Linked DNA regions of Canis lupus: region 2 is linked to region 1. Evidence: chromatin contacts called from public Hi-C data. All regions are on one chromosome and are shown on one strand. Each heading gives the region's core, a stretch centred on a gene start, on an enhancer-like site or on the middle of the called end of the contact. The rest is flanking DNA. Distances are from core to core; before and after follow the strand shown. Region 1 overlaps INPP5A (inositol polyphosphate-5-phosphatase A). Region 2 holds the start of PAOX (peroxisomal N(1)-acetyl-spermine/spermidine oxidase).

The links. A called contact is a pair of places that touch in the nucleus more often than the background predicts.
Region 2: a Hi-C map of blood shows a contact between it and region 1, with 3 times the contacts expected there. The contact joins the promoter of PAOX here to the enhancer-like site in region 1. A contact is called at or near these places in 2 of 9 Hi-C or Micro-C datasets (both in blood).

What each region holds. Positions count from the first base shown.
Region 1 is chr28:40,933,596-40,940,131 of UU_Cfam_GSD_1.0, reverse strand. All of the region lies in intron 1 of INPP5A (inositol polyphosphate-5-phosphatase A), which reads right to left. Among named protein-coding and RNA genes, the nearest start is that of INPP5A, 9.6 kb to the right of the region's middle. Within about 2 kb of position 2,516, at least 2 of the 20 cell types and tissues checked have an H3K27ac peak or open chromatin away from gene starts, as enhancers often do. A contact at or near this core is called in blood, where this site is marked.
Region 2 is chr28:41,466,257-41,472,792 of UU_Cfam_GSD_1.0, reverse strand. PAOX (peroxisomal N(1)-acetyl-spermine/spermidine oxidase) reads right to left here and starts at 4,241. Exons shown (of 7, transcript XM_038579207.1): 1 at 4,058-4,241; 2 at 3,229-3,715; 3 at 1,863-2,062. The coding sequence starts at 4,241.

The DNA of each region.
Region 1 (6,536 bases), core at 1,267-3,766:
CCACCCACCGCCAGTGCCCGGCTGAGGACGCGTGTGCTGCCAGGAGCGACCCCCCGCCCAAGCCTCCTGCCACCCAACCAGAAGAGACTGCAGACTCATCCCATGCGGGGTCCCGCGCACCAGCGAGGCTGCCCCAGCCTGGCCCCGCGCGAGTCCCGGGAGCAGGGTGACCCCGACCACGAGTGCACGGCGGCCAGGACCCGCCTGCGTGTAACTTCGGCACCCGGAGGAGGCCTGTGTGCGACAAGGCAGGGCTGGCCGGGGCTCCCTCCGCGGTGCCCTGCACCCCGGCACACGCCCCCGACGCCCCCGCTGCACAGACCCCGCGTCGGCTCCCCCGCCCTGGGAACTGGACTCGCTCCGTGAAAGCAACCCCGCCGGAGCCAGGGGGGATTTACTTTTACAAAATGGTAAAACTTTGGGATCCCTGGGTGGCGCAGCGGTTTAGCGCCTGCCTTTGGCCCAGGGCGCGATCCTGGAGACCCGGGATCGAATCCCACGTCGGGCTCCCGGTGCATGGAGCCTGCTTCTCCCTCTGCCTGTGTCTCTGCCTCTCTCTCTCACTGTGTGCCTATCATAAATAAATAAAAAAATTTTTTAAAAATGGTAAAACTTTGTTTCTCGTCCCAAGTGGAGATTCCTAACGCAGCAATTCCCATAAAACACTGCAATCGTTCTTTGGTCGGTCTGTGCCGCTGGCTTGTCAGGCGATTCAAAGCGTCGCACGGGGTCTGCGCAAAGCGTGGCAGGAAGCCTTTGGGTCACTCTACCTGATTTTTTCATTACAGAAAACTAGAAGTACCCAGGCTCTCAGCCGGCAGCTTTCTCCCGGAACCCAAATCTCTAAGGCCCCTCGTACACTTTCCTGCCACGGAGAACAGACACGGGAAGCACACTCCTCGGTGCCCTCCCACCTGCCATCCCGTCCGTGAGGACCTCGGGGCACCCCCCCCCGGGGCACCGACCCTCGCCACCGCCTCACTCTCCAGCCCGCCCCGAGCACCCCCCCTTCCCCTTCCGGACTGACTCACTTATCAGCAGTGAAAACCCAAACGGGGCGCGGCAGCCCCGATGGCCCGGGTACCCGGACTCAAGGCCACACCTGGGGGTGACAGTGCACCCACACCTTGCTGGCCGCGGGAGTGGGGTCATTGGCCACAGCCCCCGTGGCCCGAAGGAGCAGGGGCTCAAAGGCCCTCCGAGCCATGCCACCCCTCGGCCCACAGTGCCTGGCTTCCGCCATCCACTGGCCCCGCCGGGCCTGCTGACCACACCGCCCACGCCAGCCGCACGGCTTCCCACGCGGGCTCGGCCCCCCATTTCCTGCCTCCGCTCCTGCTTGGCAGTGGCCCTGGAGGCCACCTCTTGCCCACTTCTCCAGCCAGCTCCCAGGCCCCACGGACTTCAGGTCCTGACCCCAGCCATTCGCCCAAGAGGCGGTCTGTGGGCCCAGGGCCCAGGGCATGTATTTCTGGGCATCCTAGGCCCCCTGGAGTCCACCTCCTGCCACACCGGCAGCTGGAGGCCTGGAGTGTGAGCCGCGAGCCGGGCTGCCTCGCAGGAGGCCCCTCGGCCCTGAGAGCGCGCTGTGCGTCCCCGCAGCAGGACAGAGCGGGAGCCCCCCTTCGGGCAGTGAGGCCTCGACCACGCGCGGGTGCCACAGACGATGAACCCTGGCTCCTGCCTGCTGGCTCCTGCGGCCCTGCACCCCACACCCCAGCACACCAACCTGAAATGCTCCTCCCCCAACCCAGGCCCCCTCCCAGGCCCCCTCCGGCCTCCTCACCTCAGCCCGAGGACACTCCCTTCTCTGCTGGCCCGTCACCTGCTGCCCTCTTCTCCTACAGTCCCTCATGCCTCAGATGAGACATGGTAGCTGCTTCCCACAGGGGTGGAAAATGGGGGCAGGGAAGGCAGCACGCGGGGCCACAGGGACCGCCCCCGGGGGACCCCAAGACCTCCAGCGCTCAGCCACCTGCCCAGCCAATTCAAGGAACTGCCCACAGAGGCAGGCAGGGCGAGTGTACTGCTGGGAGCACTGGTGTGGGGGAGCCGGGGTGCTCCCTGGTGCTCCCTGCCAAGGTTCCAGCCCCTGGACAAGGGCCCAGCTCTGGGGAGACACTCACTAAGCCCAAGGCCACCGGAACCACGCTAGTAACAGCCCCTAAAAATGAGCTCTCTGGGCCCTCATCGCCCACACACCTGCAAGCCCAGCTGAGGCTGAACCGGGGCAATTCAGCAGAACCACCCACAACCGGGAGCCCAGACCTCCTGGCCCCAGAGCTCCTCTCCAATAGCACCAAGCGCCTGGGCGGACAGGGCCCAGGGGCTTCAGAAACTTCAGCAAGACCCCACCTGGCCCAGTGACCGTCCTGGCCAGTCCTCGGATCGGCCACTGGGGCCCGGCCTTGGTGGCCCCGGTTGGTCAGTTCCTGCCACTCTGCACACTCTGCTCACAGCATCAGCAAGCACGACCCCCTCCCACCTGGACAGCGTGCACGGCGCGAGCTGCCTCAATGCAGCGCTGAGGGCGGTGACGGCGTTACAGCAAAAACAGGAAGTTGCAAAAGATCTGAAAAACCGTAAGTGATGAAGGAGAAAAAAGCAAAACAGGCGTCCCCACAGATCTGTCTGCCACTTGGACACATGTCATTCTTAACAGAATGACTCCATCTTGACATAATCCCAAATCACCCCAAATCACAACTCAACAAACGAGGAGCATGCTCTGCACGCAGGTGCTGGGCCACCACCCGCTGAAGCGGACGAAGCCAGCGCCCGCCGGTGCACCCCAACGAAGCCTGGACCCGGAACTGGTACAGGCCCCAAGAGGGTCTGGAGGGCACCCAAGGCAAACCGGGACGGCGGCTCTGTCCACTCAGCTCCTCCGTGGGCACCTCTCAGTGCAGCGGCCCCCCGGGCTCTGCACAAAGAGGCCTCAACATGGTTTTAAGAGCACTGACCCTTCACCCCAAATCTCAGCTCAGGCTCCACCAGCAAGTCAGAGCTCACCCGAGCCCAACCCTCTACCGGGTCGTCTTCTGGGGCCACCGACAGCTCAGAGCTGGGGTCGGGCAGCTGCTTCCCACAGGGGTCCTCAGGACCACCCCCCCCATCTGCTCTGCGGGCCTAGGCAGAATCCCAGGACTAGTGCGAGTGTGGCCAAAGGAAGCTCCAGGCCCATGCGGATCCTGGTGCAGACGAGCCGCAGGGACCTGAGCACGGGGCGGGCGCGTCCCCACGCAAGGATGGCCAGGCCCCTCCCGCGGGCCAGCATTCTAGTGCAACTTCGGGAACAGCTGCCGACTCCCTGAACCGTCCACCTGAGAGAGTCCTTGCTGACCAGCTGGGTGCACCGTGGAACAGCGTCCCCTCACCAGCAGGACTATAAAAGATCCCAGACCCCCAGGAGATAAAGGTACACGGGGGGCGGGGGGGGCAGACACCCAGAGGCTGGGAGACAGGAACTCACCTGCCAGAGGCACTCCCTGCCCCTCACTGCGGGCGGTGTCCTCCATGCCCGGGCAGTGGAGGGGAGGCTGCAGATGCCACCGCTGCTCAGCTCCCCAAGACTAATACCACCAGACTGATTGTTGAGCCACGACTCCGCTCCATCCCCATGGCGGGGGGGGGGGGGGGGGGGCAGGCTGTGGGGCAGAGGCTAAGTCCCAGGAGCCAAGCCCCAGTGCACCTGTCCTTGCCCCTGCCTCACCTGCATAACTACACTGGAGGGCACGACGCTATCACAGGTACCTGCCATCCAGGCAAACTGGGCCCCTCTAGGGAGGTCCCAGCATCCGGTGTGCCTGCCCCAAGGGGGTGAGCAGAAGTGCAAGAGCCCCAGAGGAGCCGCTCCCAGTCAACAGCCTGCCGAGTACCATTACCATCATAATCACGGTACCCACAAGACCACTGCAGCCGCCTATTTTTAAAGCCAGGGGCCAGAAAGTGCACAGGCCATCTCCACCACACCTGCAGTGGCCGACCCACACGGAGAGCCTCGGCCCCACGCGGCCAGGGCACGTGGAATGGTGCAGCTGCTTGGAACAGGTGGGCACTGCCCACAAAACCAGTGTCCGCTGACCACGCGACCAGAGGCGGAGACGATCGCTCACGCAGCTCAAATCAGAAACTACATCACATCCATCAACCGGGGAGCGGACACGCTGCAGGGCGCACACCTTCCGGAACCCACTTGACCCTAAGAAGGCACAGAACTGCTGAGACAAACAGCTACGCGGGCAGGACACCGATGCCAGGCCCAAGGACCACAGGCCGTGCGGTTCCACCACACAAGGTGGGTGCTGGGGGCGAAGTTCTGGAGACAGGACGCAGAGCCGTGGCACCGAGGGCTGCCGTGGGCAGGGGGCACCTGCTGTAAAATGAGCGTGGGGAGAGTCACACAACTGTCAGCGCTGCCCTAAGTCACTGAGCCGCACGCTTGCGCGGGGTGAGCCGTGCGACACACAACTGTCCCTCAACAAAAGCGCAGAGAGGACAGGCTGGCGCCCAGAGCCTTGTCACCGCGCCCGCAGGGGCCCCACCACACTCCCACAGCCCTGGAGGGCACCACCTGGCCTTGACACGCCCGGGGTCCGGCCACCTTCCGATTCCCTCCAGCCCTGACTGCTCCGCCCTCCACCCCCCCCAGAAGAACCCCAAATCCCACCCCGCAGCGGCTGTCCTGAGGCCCACACCCCTCAACACCACAGACGGTGACGACAGCCACGTGCGCACGAAAGCACAAAGCTGAGGGATTCAGGTGGGGAAGGGGGAGGGCGGGACAGCACGGCACGGAGCTGGTCACAGCACGCTGTCCCCAGAAGGGACGGTAAGCAGCAGGAGGCCAAAGGGACCCTGGGGACAGAGCAGCTGCAGAAGCACGCCCTGTGCAGACCACGGAGGACCGACCTGCCACGGGGGCTTGGTGGGGAAGGGGGTCGGGAAGGCGAGTGGGGAGTGAAGGGACAGCTACACGCATCCCGGACACCTGGCGGGGAGCCCGCAGGCCGAGGGCTAGAGCCCGGGCAGCCACCCCAAGGCCGCCCCACAGCCCGACACAGGAGCCTGCGTCCAGGGGACCGCGATGGACCAACCCGGCGTCCCCGGCGCTGCTCAGCCCTGGACGCGGTAAGGACGCCTTGGCTGGGCAGGAGGGGACGAGGTCTTGGGAGGAAGGCGCGGCAGGATCGCCGGCAGCCCCAGCACCCCCCAGGAAGCCAGGGCTGCTGCCCCCCTCCACGGGCGCCGCGGCCCGTGCCAGATGGCATGCCCGCCTCCTGACGCACCGAGCAAACAAGGGTGAGCCGGCATGGCCCTGGCGCGGGTGATAAACAGCACACTGCAGCCTCCACACCTTCCCGTCCCCCGTGTCCCTGCGGACTCCGCCACGTGGCCTCGCGCTCGCACGGAGGCAGGATCCCTCCCCCGAGACCCAGGCCGGGCCATGCCGCCCTCGCCCTCGTAAACCTCAGGGTCCTAGGGTAACAGCGATGGCTCAGGGGCCTGGGAGGGGGGCGGAGACGGCAGGTGCCTGAGCCCAGGCCCACAAGGCTGAACCAGAGCCAGGCCCGGACTCCGCCACGGGGAAGAGGGGCCCCCGCCTCCAGGAAGCAGTCCTGGACTCCGCTCCCGCGCACGCAGCGGAGAGAGGGCAGGGCCCGATGGGAGGCCCGGGGCCAGGCTCGGGCCCAGAGGCGGGGCGGGCCGGGGTGCAGGCGGATGCACCTCGGGGCAGGTCGGTCAGGGCAGGAACTCTGGGAAAGCCACCCCCACACCAGCACGTTTGGCTCAAACAGGTGAGGGGGTGTGGCCCTAGTCCCCGCGTCCCAACCAAGCCCGAACCCCAAAGAAGGGCCCTAGGCCCCCGTCAGAGCTCAGGAGGGAGAAGACAAGGGGCCTGAGGCCACAACAACCCCCCAGCGGGTCAAGATTCAAGTAACAGGTGACCCCAAGGCCACCCTCCTGGGGCGGGGCTGACTATTCCCCAGGGAAGACCAGCCCAGAGCGCTTCCCTGGAACTTCGTCACCTCATCCCCTGCCCCATGTGCCGGGGCACATCGTCAGCCCGGAACAGCCCTGCTGTGTGAGGGCAGCAAGAGCAGCCCCCAGCAGAGCCCCGGGCACCCCCGAGCCGCCCCCGGGGGCCGGACCAGCTCCCACGTCGTCGGGCCACTCGCCGGCGCTGGACCCACGGGTGGGCAGCGCGCCTCGGCACACAGCACCACCCGGCCCGGCCTGCTTGGGGCAGGTCCAGGTGGATGCTCCAGGGCCTCTTCCGTCTCCCAAAACACACCTGTGCGCCCAAACTGCAGATGTGAACAGTGCAGGCCCCCCCTCCATTCCCACGGCCAGAGCCCGGCAGAGGCGGGCACGGGGAGCAGAGCCTGCGAGGGGCAGGCCCTAAACACAGCCCCGCGCGTGCAGCCCGGCCCGTCTGCACCCACAGCAGGCCGCCCCAACCCCTGCCCCAGGTTGGCGCAACCATCACACAGTCATGTTCCTGGACTAACGTCCTCACCCACTGAAAAGGCCCC
Region 2 (6,536 bases), core at 2,992-5,491, 530 kb before region 1:
GGGAGGCTGCCCGAGACCACGTCCGCAGAGACCCACGCCAGCCCCAGCTCGACTGGGCTCCCAGGAATCGGGCTGGCCCCGGCCCTCGGGACTCAGCCTCAGGAGCAACACACCGTGGAGGGACACGGAAGGCCCCATGGCCACCGGGTCAGCCAGGGACAGTCGGCACGCCCCCCCGCCATGACCCTGTAGGACAATTTCTCACTTCTAAACCCATCTGCCTCTCAATGTCTGCAAACCGTGCTGCTCTGGATTAGTTGGGAGCAGCATCACAACCTACGGGCTTTTTCCAGAAGCTACGTGAAAAATAATCTGCGTGGCAGAAACAGTTCTGGGCCAGAGTGAAGCCAGGAGATGGAATATTTATGGCACAAGCCACTGTCCTTAGGACACAGATAGTGTGCAAGTCAGTGAGTAAAGGACAAACAGCCCAACAGGGAACAGACCCGCAGAGGCCGCAGAGACCCACGGAGGGGTCTCTGTGCCCTCCACAGGCCCATCGGAGACCCTCAACTGGGCAGCTCCCGCTACTGCGATTTGTGCCTCAGATATATTCACGCGAGTGCATTTAAATGCACATGGAGGGCAGCCCAGGTGGCCCAGCGGCTTAGCGCCGCCTGCAGCCCAGGGCGTGATCCTGGAGACCCGGGATCGAGTCCCACGTCGGGCTCCCTGCATGGAGCCTGCTTCTCCCTCTGCCTGAGTTTCTGCCTCTGTGTGTCTGTGTGTGTGTCTCATGAATAAATAAAATCTCAAAAAAAAAAATAAATACACATGGAAATGCTACATAAAACAGGAAAGAGTGAAAACCTCAATTTCCATCAACTTTAAGTAATATTAAGCAATGACTCCTACATGGAAGAAAACGCTGAGTGCCTATAAGGAATAAATGTGACAGGTGTCCTGGCTCCTTGTGAACAAAACCAACAGGCGGCAATGCACCTGCAGATCACAGCAGGGCCTCAGCAAGCACGCACTCCAGCTGCAAATGACACCGATATGGGTGCCAAAAAAAAAAAAAAGACCGACAGATTTCTATGTGCTCGTCTGGAAGGACTGACAAAAGTCTTATTCACTAAAAAAAAGAGGGAGTGGAGAAAAAAAAAAAAAAAAGAGGGAGTGGCAAACAGAACAGCAGAGGACTGTGTTAACACGTCCGGTAGGATTCCGCGTGTGGGAGAAAGGACGTGGGTGCTGAGCAAGCTCGCCCCCAGCCAGCGCGTCCTGAAGGGACCCCAGAACGCAGGCTGCAGCCACCAGGGGTGGGCGGACCCTCGCTCTGCACCTCACATCGGCTCTGGCCCCTGCTGGCTTTGTGACCTTGCACGATTAAGTGACTTATTTCTGTTTGCATCTGTCAAACAGGGTGGGACATACACGTCCCCAGCTGCCTGAGGGTAAATGAGCTGGCACAGCACGGCCTGGCTCTCAACCCCGTCCACCTTTTGTCAAATTGTCAAAAAACCTCTCTCTCCGGCATCAGATCTCAGATTAAACAGAAGCACACGCGTGCCCCTTCCTCAGCTACGGCAGGGCTGAACCTGAGATCCGGCTCTCACAGCCTGCGACTCCCAGAAAGCACGGCTTGGTGAGCGCCTGCAGGCAGTCCCAGCCTTTCCAGAAATGACCTCGGGAGGAGCAAGACACGCACGTTCTCTTACTGGGAAACTCAACTCCCAAGCAGCAACCGCTACAAACCGCAGCAGAGCAATCCGTGTGACACTAGATGAAAACAGGAGCCAGGCCCCGAACCAACACTGCGGAGCCTGCCGGGCCGGGGCAGAGCCGGAGGCCGGGGGCCCCCGGGGGGCGGTGGCCTCGGGGAAACCCGTGGGGAAACCCGCCGGGAGGACGCGCTTTACCTAAGGGCACGGTGACGATGACATGATGCGCAGGGAAGCAGCCTCCATCCTCACACTCCACCAACACGGGAAACGTCTCCCCAGGAGACGCGGCCTCCTGGAAGGACCCGTTCCAGTGAATGGTCTTCACAGGCTTGTTAAAAATGATCATATCCTCTGGCAAGGAGGCCATTATGTGGTTTGTGAGGCCCTGATAACCCCTAGAAGAGACCGGGGGGGGGGGGGGGGGGCGGTGTTGTCGGAGGAACGCACGGGCCCCCCACGGGTCTCCAGGCCGCCTCGAACACCGGTACCACTGCCCCAGCTAAAGAGGCTCACGGGAGCACGAGCCAACAGAGCTGTGAGAGAAGGAGCCCCCCTCTCCCCCGCCTGGAATCCTACTTCTGATCACAAATGATCAAGGAGCCTTGGGGTGATGCTGGGAAGCCCAGCAGGACCGCCCTGCCTGGGTGCATGGGTGGCGGGTCCCAGGATACAGAAGGGGCCCGAGTGCATGGATGGGGGGTCCCAGGGTACAGGAGGGGCCTGAGTGCATGGATGGGGGGCCCAGGGTACAGGAGGGGCCCGGGTGCATGGGGGGTCCCAGGATACAGGAGGGGCCCGGGTGCATGGGGGTCCCTGGGTACAGGAGGGGCCCGGGTGTATGGGGGGCCCAGGGTACAGGAGGGGCCTGGGTGCATGGGGGGCCCAGGGTACAGGAGGGTCCTGGGTGCATGGGGGGCCCAGGGTACAGGAGGGGCCCGGGTGCATGGGGGGCCCAGGGTACAGGAGGGGCCCGGGTGCATGGGGGGCCCAGGGTACAGGAGGGGCCCGGGTGCATGGGGGGCCCAGGGTACAGGAGGGTCCTGGGTGCATGGGGGGCCCAGGGTACAGGAGGGGCCCGGGTGCATGGGGGGCCCAGGGTACAGGAGGGTCCTGGGTGCATGGGGGTCCCAGGGTACAGGAGGGGCCCGGGTGCATGGGGGGCCCAGGGTACAGGAGGGTCCTGGGTGCATGGGGGTCCCAGGGTACAGGAGGGGCCTGGATGCATGGGGGGCCCAGGGTACAGGAGGGGCCCGGGTGCATGGGGGTCCCAGGGTACAGGAGGGGCCCGGGTGCATGGGGGGCCCAGGGTACAGGAGGGTCCTGGGTGCATGGGGGGCCCAGGGTACAGGAGGGTCCTGGGTGCATGGGGGTCCCAGGGTACAGGAGGGGCCTGGGTGCTTGGGGGGCCCAGGCTACAGGAGGGGCCCGGGTGCATGGGAGGCCCAGGGTACAGGAGGGGCCCAGGTGCATGGGGGGGTCCCAGGGTACAGGAGGGGCCCGGGTGCATGGGGGGCCCAGGGTACAGGAGGGGCCTGGGTGCATGGGGGGGGCGAGCACCTACCCAGGAAAGGTGCAGTCCAGCCCGGGCAGCACGGTGTACTCCCCGAAGGGCGCCAGGGCCACGAGGTCCATGCTGTGGGTTCCACTCACGCAGCACTCCACGTTGAGAAAGTTGTGCATCAGGGCGAGCCGCAGCCTCCTGGCATCCTCGCGGTCCGTCCAGCCGGCCGCCAGCGCCCTGAGCGCGCCCCTCACGTACTCCCCCACGCTGGGCGCGGGCGCGGCGGCCCCACGCACGAACTCGCGGGCCTGGTCTATGAGGCTGTGGAACAGACTCGCCGTCTCCACCACCAGCTCGCGGCTCACGCTGACCCCGGAGCTGGCGTAGGTCACCGAGGGCAGGCCCACGTGCCCGCCCGTCTCCATCCGCTGGTTCTCCTCCGACAAGTCCTTCTCCCGCAGCAGCCGGTGCTCGGCCGCCAGCTCAAAGACGGGGTTGCCGCGGGAGGGCCCGTGGATCCAGTGCGCGCCCAGCTCCAGCACGCCACCTGCGGGGCAGCAGACGGCCGGGCCTGCGCCGAGCGCTCCTCCCGGGCCGCCCGGGCCGCCTTCCCCAGCCCCAGGCCTCGTTCAAGGGGCCCCTTAGGCCTTGAGGGCCCGCCCCCGCCCTCGGAGGGCCCCCGCGGAGCGGGCAGGGGCAGCAGGGGTGCCCGAGGGGGCGGCCGCGGGGCCCGGCTCGGCGGGGATTGGGGACCGCGACCTTGACCCGAGGCGCGGGGTGGGGCGCACGGGCCCTCGGGGGGCTCGGGGTCGCTGAGCCCGGGCGCAGGCGGGCAGCGCCCGTGGGGCTCCGGGGCTGGGCTCGGGGAGGGGCTGCGGGAGGCGGTTACCGAAGCCGCGCTCCGAGCGGATGCGGCCGCCGGCGCGGGCCGTGGCCTCCAGGACCCGCAGCTGCGAGAAGGCCGGGTGCGCGCGGAGCCTCTGCGCGGCGCCCAGCCCCGCGATGCCGCCGCCCACCACCAGCACCCGCCGCCCGCGGCCCGGCCGCTCCGCCAGGCCTCCGCTCCACTCCATCGCGCCCATCCACTCCGTGCGTCCCGCCGCCGCGAGGTGCGGAGAGCCCCGAGGGGACCGGGGCGGGGCGGGAGGCGGGGCGATGGGGAGGGGCGGGGAGCGACGGGGCACGGGGCCGCCGGCAGCCGGAGGGGGGCGCGGGGAGGGACTGGAGGTGGGAGGCAGTGGGGGCGGGCTGGGGGCGGGGCGATGGGGAGGGGAAGGAAGGGGAGGGGAGGGGTGGGCACAGGGCCTCCAGCAGCCGGAGGCGGGCGCGGGGAGGGACTGGAAGTAGGGTGATAGGGGAGGGGAGGGGAAAGGAGGGGGGGAGGGGAGGGGAAAGGAGGGGGGGCGGGGAGGGGAAGGGAGGCGGGGGCGGGAGGGACGGGGTTGGAACGGGGCCGCCGGCAGCCGGATGGGCGCGCGGGGAGGGACTAGAGGGGGATGGGAGTGGGTCGCGGCTGGATACGGGAGGGGCGGGTGGGGGCACAGGAAGGCCAGGGGCAGGGGAGGGGAGGGGCGGGGGGGCACGGAGCGGCCAGCAACCGGATGGGGGCGCGGGGCCAGGAGGCACAGGAGGGGGATGGGAGGGGGCGGGGCTGCATAGGGGACGGGAGGGGTGGGTGGGGGCACGGGAAGCCCAGGGGCAGGGGAGGGGAGGGAGGGGGCGGGGTGATGGGGGGTGCTGGTGGGACCACCGGCCGCAGGAGTGGGGCTGGGGCGCGAGGCGGCAGGTGCAGGGCAGTAGGAGGACGGAGGAGCGCGGGGCGAGGCCAGGCCCGGGTGGCGGCCGTGCCACGTGACCTCTTGTCCTGGAGTTGCGGCCCCGTGAGTGGCGCAGGGGTGCGGGCTGCAGGACAGGGTGAAGGCCAGCGCGCTTGGCGGGGGTGTCCCGGCTGTCGGCCTGCGCGCAGGAAGGGGCCCGAGCCGCAGCCCCGCTGCTGGGCAGTCCGGGCAGCTGCCCCCGCGGACGGAGGCCACGAAGCAGGCGTGGAAAGGCGCCCAGAAGGTGGAGGGCGGGCCTCGCTCCTGCCCCAGGAGAGCAGCACCTTGGGGCCTCGTGGGGCCTCGGGCGGCCCAGGGTGGCACGGGGACAGCCTGGCCCGTCCAAAGTGGGGCTGAGGGACACCTCTCGGTGGGGACGCCCTTCTCCATGTACACACGTGTAATCCCCATAAAGTACAAAATTCAAGAGAAGAGGTGAGGGGAGAACTTTCTCACACACGCCCCGCCCCTGGTCCAGAAGCATTTAGCACATATCTTCCTGATTCGGGAAGGTCTGGTCTCTACTGTCTTGCAGGGATTACAGAGCTTCTGCCAAAGGCTTTCCTGGGACACCACCCAGGGCGTGTCATTCCTTGCCGGCCACGTCCAGATCTGGCCACTCTCGCCCAGCAGGAGGCTTCCGTGGACTTTCCGTGGCCGGGACAGGAGGTCTGCAGGCCTCAGGACCACCCCTAAGTCAGCCGCAGCCTGGGCAGGTGGTCCTTCCGTCTGCCCCCACCCCCACCCCGTTGCCCAGAGGACTCCCTCCTTCCCGGGGGGGGGGGGGGGGGGGGGGGCTGGGCCTCCTCCCCCAGCTCTTGTCTTTTCTTGGTTCCTCGCCTGTTTGGGTGAAGCCGGGCATACACACTGGGAGGTCATTTATTTAATGATAATGGAAACCGGAAAATGTCTTGGTTTCACCTTCACACTTGATTTGTAGTTTGCCTAAGCATAGAACTCCAGGTTAGGGAGGCCCGGGGCGGGGAGGGGGGGGGGGTGGCGGGGGGCTCAGCAGTTGAGCGCCTGCCTTCCCCTGGAGACCTAGGATCGAGTTCTGCGTCGAGCTCCCGGCGTGGAGCCTGCTTCTCCCTCTGCCTGTGTCTCTGCCTCTCTCTGTGTCTCTCTCTCTGTCACTCATGAGTAAATAAGTCTTTAAAAAAACAATTAGGGATCCCTGGGTGGCGCAGCGGTTTGGCGCCTGCCTTTGGCCCAGGGCGCGATCCTGGAGACCCGGGATCGAATCCCACATCGGGCTCCTGGTGCATGGAGCCTGCTTCTCCCTCTGCCTGTGTCTCTGCCTCTCTCTCTCTCTGTGTGACTATCATAAAATAAATAAAAATTAAAAAAAAAAAAACAATTAAAAAGAACTCTAGGTTAGAGACCTTCGGACTGTGCAGGCCTGTCTCCGGCCCAGGAGTGCCCGTAAGAAATTCACAGGCATTTGAACGTATGATCCTTTACCACAGTGGAGGCTGCTCCTCCCTACAAATATTTAGGATCCTCTGTGGAAATTTCACAATGTGCTGCGTCCTTGTGCCTGGACGTTCTCTC